2 separate regions of the Drosophila melanogaster genome follow, and region 1 is linked to region 2. The links are chromatin contacts, called in public Hi-C maps. All regions are on one chromosome and are shown on one strand. Each heading gives the region's core, a stretch centred on a gene start, on an enhancer-like site or on the middle of the called end of the contact. The rest is flanking DNA. Distances are from core to core; before and after follow the strand shown.

Region 1 (5,944 bases), core at 1,391-3,890, 130 kb after region 2:
AATCAGCCACCATGGTTAGTTACTTTGCTGCAAGAGCATAGGTTCGGGGCAAGGAACTCGTTTTCCGCCGCCTGAGCTTCAGACACGCTTTTGGATTAGTTCTGTTTCATTCGGTTGGTTTTTTGTGGACCCCACTAAGTGGTTGTTCCCACTGGCAGATCTGCAGAAGAAGATCTGAAGTGTGCTGCCAGTTGGAGTCACCAGCTCTGCACTTCCACTCCAGCTGCGAGTGATGGTGGATCTGGCTCGGAGTGTGACGTGAATTAGCCAAGGGGGGCAGGTAGTTAAGTCGGAATAAGAACTAGACCTGACGACGATGATGATGCTGGATGTTGCGGCTAAAGGGATGGTGCAACTTGGTACTTGGGCTTTAAATGCTACCAAGAACTTTGATTGAACGAGCTATAATGTAGTATTACATTTTCGAATCGCATTGATGCTGCACATTCTAATAAGAACGGAAATTATACCTTAGCATTAAAAGTCAGCAGCAACACAGCATAAAAGCTGAGAAAATAATGCATTTTACAAACTTAGCTTGCAAAAAACGCTTCCTCGAGATTCGTAACAATAAATCCCTGATCAATTATCCATTAATCACAACGTCGAGTCCCGGTAAATTTCCAATTTTCCGTGCCCACTTAGCCCCGATTTCCAGGCGATTTCCCAAGCCCGCCAGCTTGGGGACTTCTTCTGAGCCAGAACCTTGCATAATCTGCAATTAGAAATGCCAGTTGCCGAAGCTAGCTTGTTTGTGTTTGGCCATGTAGTGATGTTGCCAATGTTGCAGTTGTTGCAGCTTCGGGTGGCTGTCTTTACCATGCTTTTCCCATGTTGAAATCATTGACACCGATTTTGTGTGTGTCTGTGCATGGTAGCAGCAGCATTTTTAGGCGAATTTCGCACAGAGAACATGGAAAAGTGAAAAGTCTGCGATGGCACAAATTCTGAAATCGGGGCTACGGCTAGATGCCATTGCTGAGCCAAAATCCAGCAGAAAATTAATAAAAATGCGATGCAGAAATGAAAGACACTTCAATTGCAGCATCGCAATGATTAATGGTGCTTTTCGATCTTGGGAATTCTACTATCTATGACGGTGCACAAATTTTCGGTTAGGCCATATTTTCGTAGGCCGTCACTGCAGTGTTATGCAAGCCAGGAAGTGGAAGTGTCGATGAGACCCGACCAGAGATTCATTAATTTTCCATTGGCCACAGCCAGCGGGAAGTTCTGTAATACAAGATCGTCGGACAAATTGCCTTCAATCATCTGGCCAGATCAATCTTGATCTGTCACCGTATGGCGATGTAATTGCACCGCTTTAGCTAATTCGATTAGAGAGAGAACGGCCGAAACCTGTGTTTTGTGGCCAACAATTACTGGCATTTTGTCCCGGCCTAATGACACTTTTGCTCTCCATTGAAAATCTCTTTGCGATTTCCGCTCTGCGGCTCTGGGCGTGCCAGCCGCCCTCATTTAGCGGCCAAAAGGAAATGTCGACACATTTCCCGCGTGCCCACATGATTGGCACACGGTGCAGAAAAAGCTGGCCGCCGGGCAAGTTCGTTGTCTGAGTCTTTCGTTTGCCACCAAGGGCAGACGTAGGGAAAATACCACAAGGAACATAACTAGGTTCAGGGAAAAAAGCGCTTGATCGTGACCAAGTGCAATTAGCCAACATTCGACAAGAATAGGTAAACAGGAAAATCAACACGCTAAAAAATATTGTGTTCTAGTTAAATCTTAAAAAGGCTATTTGGAAAAATGTTTATGTTTCTATATAACATTGCGCAGCAGATGGAGTTTTCACGTAAGAAATCATATTTCTAATTTGCTTGCTGCTTATGTGCTGCTTACAAGGCAAATGAGAAACTAATATTTAAAGTTATTTTTTTCTGTGCAGCTGACATGCCTGCGACCGCAGACTTTTAGTAGCTGCAACTTTAACTGGCCCTGCGATTGTCTGAATTTATTCCTCGGCTCATAGGACTTACCATATTTGCTACCAGCCTTGGCATTGGCATTGCGGATTGCAGCAGTTGTTGCTGCTGTTGCGGTTGATTCGGTTGATGCGGTCGCTGCTGTTGTTGCTGCTGTTGCATTGTTGCTGCTGCTTTTGGGCAAGCGGACGGGGGAGACCGACGGCAGCAGGAGCAGAAGACACAGCAGCAACATGTTGCAGCTGCCGTGGGCTGCCATTGATTTCGTTGACATTATTTTCGGTAGATTTTTTTAAGTTTGCTGTTTGTTCTCATCAAATGTGTGTCAGCCGGGAGTTATATTGGGCGATTGGTCGTGAGGGAAAATGCAAGTGTTGCCAGGGGACCCAAATGTTTGACTTTAGATACTTTTTTTTTTCCAGTACTCGTTTTGTTTTATTTTATGTTATGCACTATTTGGTACGGCTCTCGCAGAACAATACCAGCTGATTGCCAAAAGCCACTTTTGTCCGCAAATAAATCGCATTTGTCACAACACAAAAAATCATAAATAGTACGAAAGCCGCAGCGTCCGAAGTTTTGGTACCGAATGTTCCGACACAAGAACCGCTCGCGTTAACCTGTGCGGCACAACTGAATCAGCGGGCCAAAGGCAGCCCAACATCTGGCCAATTCGGATCAGCTGTTGGCCATAAACGAAGCCGAAGTCTTAGTTAAAAAGCGAGCCAATGCCAAGGCCGAAAAGCAAAGCTTTCGCCGAAGCTTTCCGCTCTCTAGCGCTCTCTCTCCCATGAGAGATGGAAAATGTGAAAATGGCTTTTCCCTTATCAGCAGCCGCTTATCAGTTGACAAACAGCCAATTTTGCTGCTGTGCTTTCTTTTGTTACCAAAAGGCTACATTTAAAACCCATATATTGGGCCGAGCTTTTTCCATAATTAAACCAGCCGGGTTCCATAAATTTCATCGAACCGAGATCATCACTTTCCCTTTTCTCCGACTTCCAATGCGACTCCCATTGTCTTGTGGCTTTAGTTTGGCGTCTTTGTTGTTGATTTGCCCAGCTGGCGGCTTTGATTAATGCTTAATCAGCAATATTATTGTTATTAGGTTTCTATAGCGGGCCAGGCAGCATTTTCATAAATAATTTGCCAGTTACTTTGTGCCGAGCACAGTCAATTATAAGCTCGAACAAAAAGTTTCTCTGCCACAAAAGATGCTACAAAATAAATGAAAAGTGTACGCAACGAATGGCATAATGAAAATATATAATTAATTATTGGCACTCATTGCATAATTGAGGTCTTTTGATGAAGTGACCAGTGCGCAAACTTTTAAAGCCATCTACTTTTGTCTATCAGGTATTTATAAAAAAAAAAGGGATTGCTCTTTTAAATAATATTATGCCCTGAAGTTAGTTTATGTCTCAGAAAAGTGTCTAAAATGGAAATTTTATATTACTGTTGTGGTTATTTTTACGTAGAACTTCTTTGAAGTATTTTATATTACAGTCATTTGTCCTTCGAAAAAACACACGAGTCAACATCTTTATTAGAAGTAATTTGCTGCTTATCGCTTGAGCTTTAGCTCCATGATAAGGTAAACCATTTTATTGTATATGGCATAATTTCCATCGCTTCCGCTTCGGAAAAGGTTTTAACCCAGTGGCACGCATGGTAATTTCCTGTAATATATGTATGTATATAAGACCTTTTGTCCCTGGCCACCCATTAGTATGATAATTATCATTAATTATAATTAGACAGGTTAATATATGCGATGTGACATAAAGCCAGTACGTCTATTTTTAGGATGTCAAGGCCAGGGTTTCAAGAACAATTTGGTCCTAAATAAAAATTTCCTGGGCACCTGTAACGTCATGCTTCCCTAGGGCGACACGAAGAGGTATTCCAGGAGTATACTTACCGGACATAAATAATAAAACGGAACGCCCCAAAGCCACCAGAATGCCTCGAGTCCGTCACAGGAGTCGGAATCCCTCGACATTCGTGCGCACTTGGCAACACACATTCCACTAATTCCGTTAATTAAAAATTTAATGAGGCTCTGCGATCTAAATATACCACCGACACGAAGCCCAAACAATTGGAACACCTGTTGGCCACGTAAAATCCCTTGACGTGTTTCCCATGGGCAAAGGATTTCACCGAGGCAACAGAAGAGGGATTTTGGGTCTCAAATTGAAATGTGTTTTCCTTAAAATCAGTATATAAATATAAATGGGTATCGGAAAATCGAAAGCGTTTTCCTCACACTTCTCATTTGTTTTTTTTTTTTGTTTTGTTGTCTGCCTGAAAGTAGGCAGCAAAAGTCTTTCCTGCGCAGCGCATAATTGAGTGGCGGCCATCATTGTCGTCGCCACAGTAAACTGATTTGCATACCGCCGCCGAGTCCAAGTCCCGTTCTCGGATCCATTCTGTCATTCGCTTGGCATGGGGCTCATGTCATTAGGACGAGAAGCCAGCGCGTGACACACGCGGCGTATGCGCAACGCCTTTCGTGGCTTGCGGGACAAGAGCTGCCCTTTTGACCTTATTCGGGTATGTTTGCACTTCCTGAAAGGGACATTCTATACGGAAATCGTTTCTCGTGCTGCTTATCAGTTAATTCATTGCACTGTGCTATGAAAAGCTGTTTGGCATATACACCTAAAAGTAAGTTAATATGGCAGTTTTCTGATTTTATTGTGGGTTGGCGTCGTTTGGCCCCCACCTTCTGTAAGCCAATGCCAAATATATTTTACTCTGAATTCAGCCACTCTTCTGATTCCTACTCAATGTTATGGACCACTTTTCCAAGTCTTTTTTGGCAGCACTGATGTCGCCCGAGTCCCGTCTTTCCGATTCTTGTCCGCCTGCGTTTGTTCGACATCCCCGCCCATGTCCTGCTGGCCCGCTGCCCGGATTACATGTCTGGGGCACATCAAACAAGCTTACTTACCAATGACCTCGTTAATGACGAACACACACACACTGCCTCACACGCATAAAAAGACTGGCAGGCACTCACACTCACACAATCCTCAAAAGCAAATGGGCAACTTTGTGTGCGCTCGCCATGCTGTTGAGTTTACTTTGTAATTTTCGCTTATCAGATTTATTTTTATTTTTACTTTTGATTTTTTGTCAGCTGCCGCGCAACCCAATTCGGGTTGTGGCAAACTCGTTTCTGATCAACTTTTGGCTGCCCTGTAAATTTAATTTTCAGGGACTCTACTCATTTTTAGCTACTAGTAGCTACTTATCTGAGAGTGTTCTTTTCCACTCCAGAATACACTTATGAAATAAACATTCCGCTGAGGGTGTTAAGTACCCCGTTTCTTTAAGGGTATTCTCAGTGGCATTAGAACATCGTGTCTCATTGCTGACGTGGTCCCCTAATTTCTGGACCCCTACACAGTTAATGTAATTGCCTAGCCACTGCGGCAGTCGCAATAAAAAAGCGCCTGATTGCCGCCGGTTTCCTTGGTGCCTCCTCGATCCCAACCCATATCGGCGCTTTAATGAACAGCTAGCTAATAACTCTGACAATATGTTTGCGGATGACGATTGCCATTGACATCACTGCAATGTGCCATTGCCAGGCCCTTTCGTGGCAGTAAAACAGGGGGCACATATGTGGCATTTCGATACTGTATTTATCTCATCATCATCATATAACCATTAGCACATGCTCTAGGTAATTACAGTACACTAAGTTTAGTTAACTATTAATTAATTGGTCGAGCGCTGCTGCTTTGTGTGCGGTTTCCGAGAACCGAATTCCGTTTTCCTTTTTTCAGTTGACGGTGCTCTCTGCCCTTCTACGAAAGCAGCCAAAAAGTATGCTATTCAGCGTACACGTAAATTTAAATAATACTTGTGTGTGGGTGTGGGTGTTGGGTGTTGGGTGTGTAACATACATAGAGGTAACTACATATACATAACGAGGAGTATTTGTAAAAAAAAACGTTACAAAACTTGTGGAATCAGCGGAAATCAAA
Region 2 (5,863 bases), core at 1,351-3,850:
TGCTCTGCATTTCGCCAGGTTTTTGGGTTTAGGCTTTGGCCGAGTTCGCGGAGGCGGGGCGTTGGATTGGGACATAGTTAGTTACAGTGAAAAGCGACTAAGTGGCAGCGGAAGAGTTAAATTAGTGACAAAATTGGTGAGTGGATGACGCTGGCAAAAGGCGAACGAGAAGCCAGCCACTGGCCATTCCTCCATCTCTGTCTATCTGGCTATCCGATCAGAGGCCACACCAACTGGCCCTCGGCGGATGGTCCTGTGCTGATTAAAACAAGCTCAGCAGTCGCTGCTCCATGTTTGATTTCTGAAGGAAAGCCAAACACAAATGGATCAGGGATCAATTTATAATGAAAACCTCTAAATGCTACATTAGCTTTGCATGTCGCATAGATGGGAATTTAGTTGGATAAACTTGCTAGCAAAATATAGAGGTTTAACGAGAAGAGGGGCTATTATAATTCATATGAACTTGCCATACTCTATTACTACATCCATTCAATTGTATTCGACATTGTGTATAATAAATTTCCATTTTGCGAGCAAGCAAAGGCTATCTTCCATATCAAACATGTATCTACATCTTAAGTCTTACAATACTGCAAATTTCGAGTTCCTAGCATGAGTATTACATGGAGTTTCTTTTTTATGTAGCATTTGATTTCAAAAACCAGAATATCTGTTATTCCTTAATCTTTTTATACATTATTTACTCGGATTTCCCTTGCATTTACCACTCAAGTTCACTCCTTTGCAGCTGGCCAAAACAAGCAGCACTGTTCGCGGAAGGCCCAAGTGCAAAAGCCGAAGTGGAAGGACAGCTGCAGCGCGGAGTGCTTGACACGCTGGCCAAGTTGCCATTTGCCACTTGAATCCTTGGAGTGCACAGAGCGAGGGGCAAGGACTTGGCCTAGACAGGCTGAAAGGCCTGACTTCGCGTGCCGCTCGCTATAAATATATGTATATTGTATACGGCTGGCTATATATACATGCATATAATATGTGTATCTAGAAAAATAAGTATAAAATCGGGAGTGTGGAAGGGAGGAGGAAAAAGGACTCGCGACTGAAATCAACAAGCAACAATTACAGAGACAGATGAGGCACTCGGCAGGGTGAAGCAACAACACTGTGAGATTGAGCTCCACTTGCCACTCCCCCCACTGTCTCCGCCCACTTTTTATCCTTCGACTGACAAAGATCGAAGACGTTGACAATGGGCGAGAGCTTCGGCAGCGATAAGTGCATTGCTCGATAATCGAAAATGAAGCAATAAAAACAAAAGCCGAAACAGGAAGCCAAAGTCAAGAGCCGAGGATGACACGGGGCGTGGCAGGAGGCGGCAGGACGTGGCAGGAGTAGACTGACTGTGTGCCAAGTAGGCAACAACAATTATTATCCCTGCCGTGATTGGTGGGCGGGGGGCGAAATGATGAGAAACCCCAACCAGTCCTTCCGTTAAAATCTTCCTTCCCCTCCCCTGGCCGTTAAAATTTACAGTGTTGTGGAAAATGCTTTCTCTGTGGCCCTCCTCTCGTTCTCAACTGCTCATGCATAAATAATATCGATGTGAGCAATGCGTCTGGTTATCTGAAAATGTTTTGGGTCGGCAGCTGGTGGGGAAATTTTGGGCTGCGCGTCCGTTAATGTCTAAGCAGGTGCCAAAAAGGCTGGCTAAAACCCAAAGCGGAAGTGTAAGTGAAAGTCCCTACTTCCGGCGGAGGAAGGAGCTTGTCTATCCGAAATTAAAGTTAATTTACCTAACTCAACGCCACTAATTCCTATCTTTGTCTTTTGCCTGTTTAAATGTATCCAACATGGATGCGGATACTAAAGGTTTCGTTATAAACATTAATTTTGTCTTTGTTGACAACATACTTCACAAGTTTATTTTTAATTTGCTTGCTTTGAAATGCTAAATACCAGATTCTAAAATGTTTACTGCACAAAAAACCAGAGACACAAGGATAATTAAATTATACTACAGAACCGGAGAATTTTTGTTCCATCGCCACATGGTGTGGCATTTCAACCAACTCAAATCTTTTGTTCGGTTGCGTTTTTGTGAAAAAATAGTTTCGAGAATTAGTTACAGAATGCAAAATTGGCTGGCAAAAGGCAAAAGGGCCATGGTGTTTTGTAAAAAATAAAAAAGAAGTTAATTACTTGCTTAATTCAGACTGTTTTTGGTTACCTTCATAAAGCCAAAAAGGAATTTGCTCTTCACTGCTCTTCGCTATCGTTTCATGACACTTTATAAATTATGATTTAGCCCCGATTGCTCGCTAAAGCTCCTGTGTTGCCAACAAGTTGCCACCAACAACAGTCAGATTATATCCTTATCGACGTTGTAGACGCCTCATTTGGTTTATAAATGGGTGTAAGAGACACGGAAAAGCACAGGAAACAAATAAAAAATAATGCGAGCGGGAAAAGAAAGGCAGGGTTGTCGTATCTTGCGAAAATATCAATTACAATTAAATAGATTAAACCTTATCATGCAACAACTGTCGCACAAGTGTCCCGCACAAGGACGAGGATGTCGGCAAGTGTGGCGGGGGGTGGTGAGTGCGGGGGAGGGGGGCGGAGAGGAAGGAAACAAGCGGCAGAACAGGCAAGCAAACTCACTTTTGGGAGGGGCTGCAAAAGTGTGTGGGGGGGGGGGGGGGTCGGAAGGACATGCCAGGCTGAAACAAGCACAAACCAATATAAACATACACACACACACATACAGAGCGCAACAGTGAAAACGCTTCGCAAGATTAATGAACGTACAAAAGTTTAGAGACAATGACGACGCCGGCGACAACAGACAAGAACAACGACAACAACACCAGTAGCAACACCAACAACAACAGCAGCAACAAGAAGTCCAACGAAAGCCGGCAACAACAACGTGACATGGCCAGGACAACAACAATGGCAGCCGGAAAAGCGTCGGGAAAAATGAGGGAGGAAAATATATGGCATACACTTAGGCGCGCCAAGTCGGTAAGTCGTGCAAATTTATTTTGGCGTAAATTTCATTTCACTAATCGAATCGATTCTTATGCGTTTCATTTCATTTTCAGCTTACTGACTTTTTGCCTATCTCGCCCGCCCGATTTCCCCCATTTTCCGCCTTTCCCCCCCATCCACCCCTCGGTGCACCACACTGGAGCGATACAGTGTGTGCATTGGCCTAGGTCAGCGGATCGGAATGTGAATGTTTGGGGTCGTGCTCCAGTGATTGTCCAGCAGACAGCAGATGAAGGACACTCGAACATTCCCCGGACCGTACTTAAGTGGGTTTCGTTGGGTGACAAGAGGCCACTCTTTCGAATGCTAATGAAATCAGCGCTAAATGCATAACTAAATTGGCTTCAACCAAATGTGTTAGAATGGATAAACATTCTTGGTTCCTTCAAGTTCAAAAATAAAAACCAATCATCACGCTTTTGAATAAATGGTGTATTGTATTTTTAAAATCATTCTATACATATAGTTGGCAGCTTTAATTTCCTATATCTCCTTAAAAGTGATTAAAGCCAAGAGATGTGGACTTTTTGAGTGCCATACACTTCGTGAAGTTTATGGCTTTTTTCAAGCGACCCACTTAGTGGCCTGAGTGAAACTCATCATCAGCATTGTTTCAGCTTGTAGTTTTTCCATCCCGGCCTTCCCCATCACCACACAATTTAAATGTCAGGCAAAGTGTCTCGTGGAATTTGTTTGAAATGGCATAAATATCCCCTGCTACACACTTTTCCTTTTCGCCGTCTTTGTTTTTGCTGGCGAAGCATCCGCTTGAGTTTCCGCTACAAAACGCACATACCATCGGCCATGTTTTTCATTTTCCAGACAGCTCCCCATCAGTATCGCTTTTCCTTTCTGTTCCGATTCAAAGTGACTATTTTTTGCCTGCCTTTTCTTGTTCAGTCGTTTTGGCTTATTAAACATTTATTGTGTTTGGTGAGCTTCCGCTACAATTTGTTTTCGGGCTTCCTGTAAAGATTTTAGCCCCGCCTTCCCTTGACTATTGTCCCTAAGATTTCAACGCGCCTTCTTATTTTAAATCCGTCAACAGCTTGGCACTCGTGAAAGTCTTATGTGTCCCAAGTGAGCAGGCATCGAGGTTTGCACCGTTGAATGGGATTTTAGCATCATATCCATTTACAAAAAGGTTTCGACCTGCGGAACATCGCAACGGATCCTTTGGGCTATGACAGCAACACTTTAAGGATGCAAATAGGAAACAAGAATTTCTTCAAGAACTAAAAACGCAATGTAAAAGTATTAAATTTCCACATAAAACAACTGATTTGTAGTGAAAAGGGATACGAAATAAATTCGTATTTAAAGTTTTTTGGCAGATCATTTCAAAATTAAGAGCGTTTTAGAAACTGAAATAACAACTCTGGGCATCATCGTCGATTTAAAATATATGCTTGGCCTAAATAACCATTGGCCCACATGTGAAATAAGCCAAATGAACGCACTGCATGGGAAATGTAACAAACCAAAAAGAAACTTTTATAAGCCGCTCCTAATAGACAACTCAATGCAGACACACAAAAATAATAGCGCAATTTGTGTGAGCAACAAGAAAATATATGGCCATGCATTTTTTATGATTTTTTCCAGGAAAACGACGAAAAAATAAGCTGAAAAAACGAGAGCGTCAAAACAGCCAAGCGGCAATGGGGGAAAAGCGGTAGCAAAGCGAAAACAATTTAAGTGTCCTTCGGTTGCCACGCTAAACGCCTTCAATTTAACGCCAGACACACGCCACAGGGGCAGACAAACGGGTGGCGGGGTGAGGCGTTGTGGGGTGGTGTGTTTTGAGGGGGTCCTGAGAGTCCTGTAAGAGTGCGAGTGTGTGCGTGTGTGTGAGCTGATGCCGCAGTGCGTGTTGACCGCCAACGCCGCTTTTGCCGCCACTTTAAAAATCTGAACGCATGTGAATGGCATCCGAAAGTATGCTACAGCGAAAATCACTTAAGCGTTGAAAATTTGTACTGTAAAAAAAAGGAGCACAGCGAACTGAAACTTTCCCAAATGTTGATGAGGTGCGGGAAGCAACAACAACTGCGATGTCTAGCGAGAAGGTAACAGAACTTTCAGTCAAGAAAAACATAAAACTTTCGCCCAATGCCGAGCCAACCTTTCACTCTTTACCAACACCCCCCACCCACCAAAAAACACCCACTATCTCCATACCCATACCCGCAGTCCCCACCACCCCCAATAACAACGAACTCTTTCTCATTTATAGTATGTAGATGTTGAGTAGCTTCTTAAAGTATGCGTGCGTGTGGGGCACCTCCTTATGCATATGTATATACACTGAAAGCAATAAAGTAAAACAACATATTTAAAAGGTAAATAAAATATTAGGAATATTTACAAACATGTTTATCCACGTGAGTTACTACGTTTGTCAACATATATATTTATTAAACATTAGAACAGGTTATTGATACTTAAAAAAATCGGTTACCATTAATGAACCCATTCGGCCTTCAACCATTTCTCTCAGTGTATGCGTCAGGATGGCTGCAAGTGCACTCTGCAATTATGATAACATGTGCGCCCTAGCCGCCCTCTGTCTCCCGGAACTTCGGTCCTTTGGGCCTCTGCCTGCTGCCAACAAAACAAGTTAATAGTTTTTACGCAAAATTTTCTCAACAGGCAGCTGCCTTGTTTCAGGTTTTTGCGGCATGTTGAGCTTTGTTCGCTGCAGTTTCCACTGGTGAAAGTGCATTTGCTGCTCTGGCTTGCTCTTGAGCCCTTCAAAATGTGGATTTTTCCTTTTACTGCATGCCGTGCCACATTATTGTTGGGGTATAATTACGTTATAAAATTGAGCATGGGGGTGGGGGTGCCACAT

The links. A called contact is a pair of places that touch in the nucleus more often than the background predicts.
Region 1: a Hi-C map of the Kc167 cell line shows a contact between it and region 2, with 1.8 times the contacts expected there. The contact joins the promoter of CG16798 here to the promoter of lncRNA:CR40341 in region 2. A contact is called at or near these places in 28 of 107 Hi-C or Micro-C datasets (the Clone 8 cell line, the D17-c3 cell line, the Kc167 cell line and 11 more).

What each region holds. Positions count from the first base shown.
Region 1 is chr2L:20,379,716-20,385,659 of dm6, forward strand. It overlaps CG16798, which reads right to left and starts at 2,641. Exons shown (of 6, transcript NM_136186.2): 1 at 1,998-2,641. The coding sequence starts at 2,217. CG10947 reads right to left here. Exons shown (of 2, transcript NM_136187.3): 2 at 5,578-5,944.
Region 2 is chr2L:20,245,439-20,251,301 of dm6, forward strand. It overlaps lncRNA:CR40341 (long non-coding RNA:CR40341), which reads left to right and starts at 2,601. Exons shown (of 2, transcript NR_124392.1): 1 at 2,601-2,985; 2 at 3,066-3,434. lncRNA:CR40172 (long non-coding RNA:CR40172) reads right to left here and starts at 4,284. Exons shown (of 1, transcript NR_124393.1): 1 at 3,490-4,284.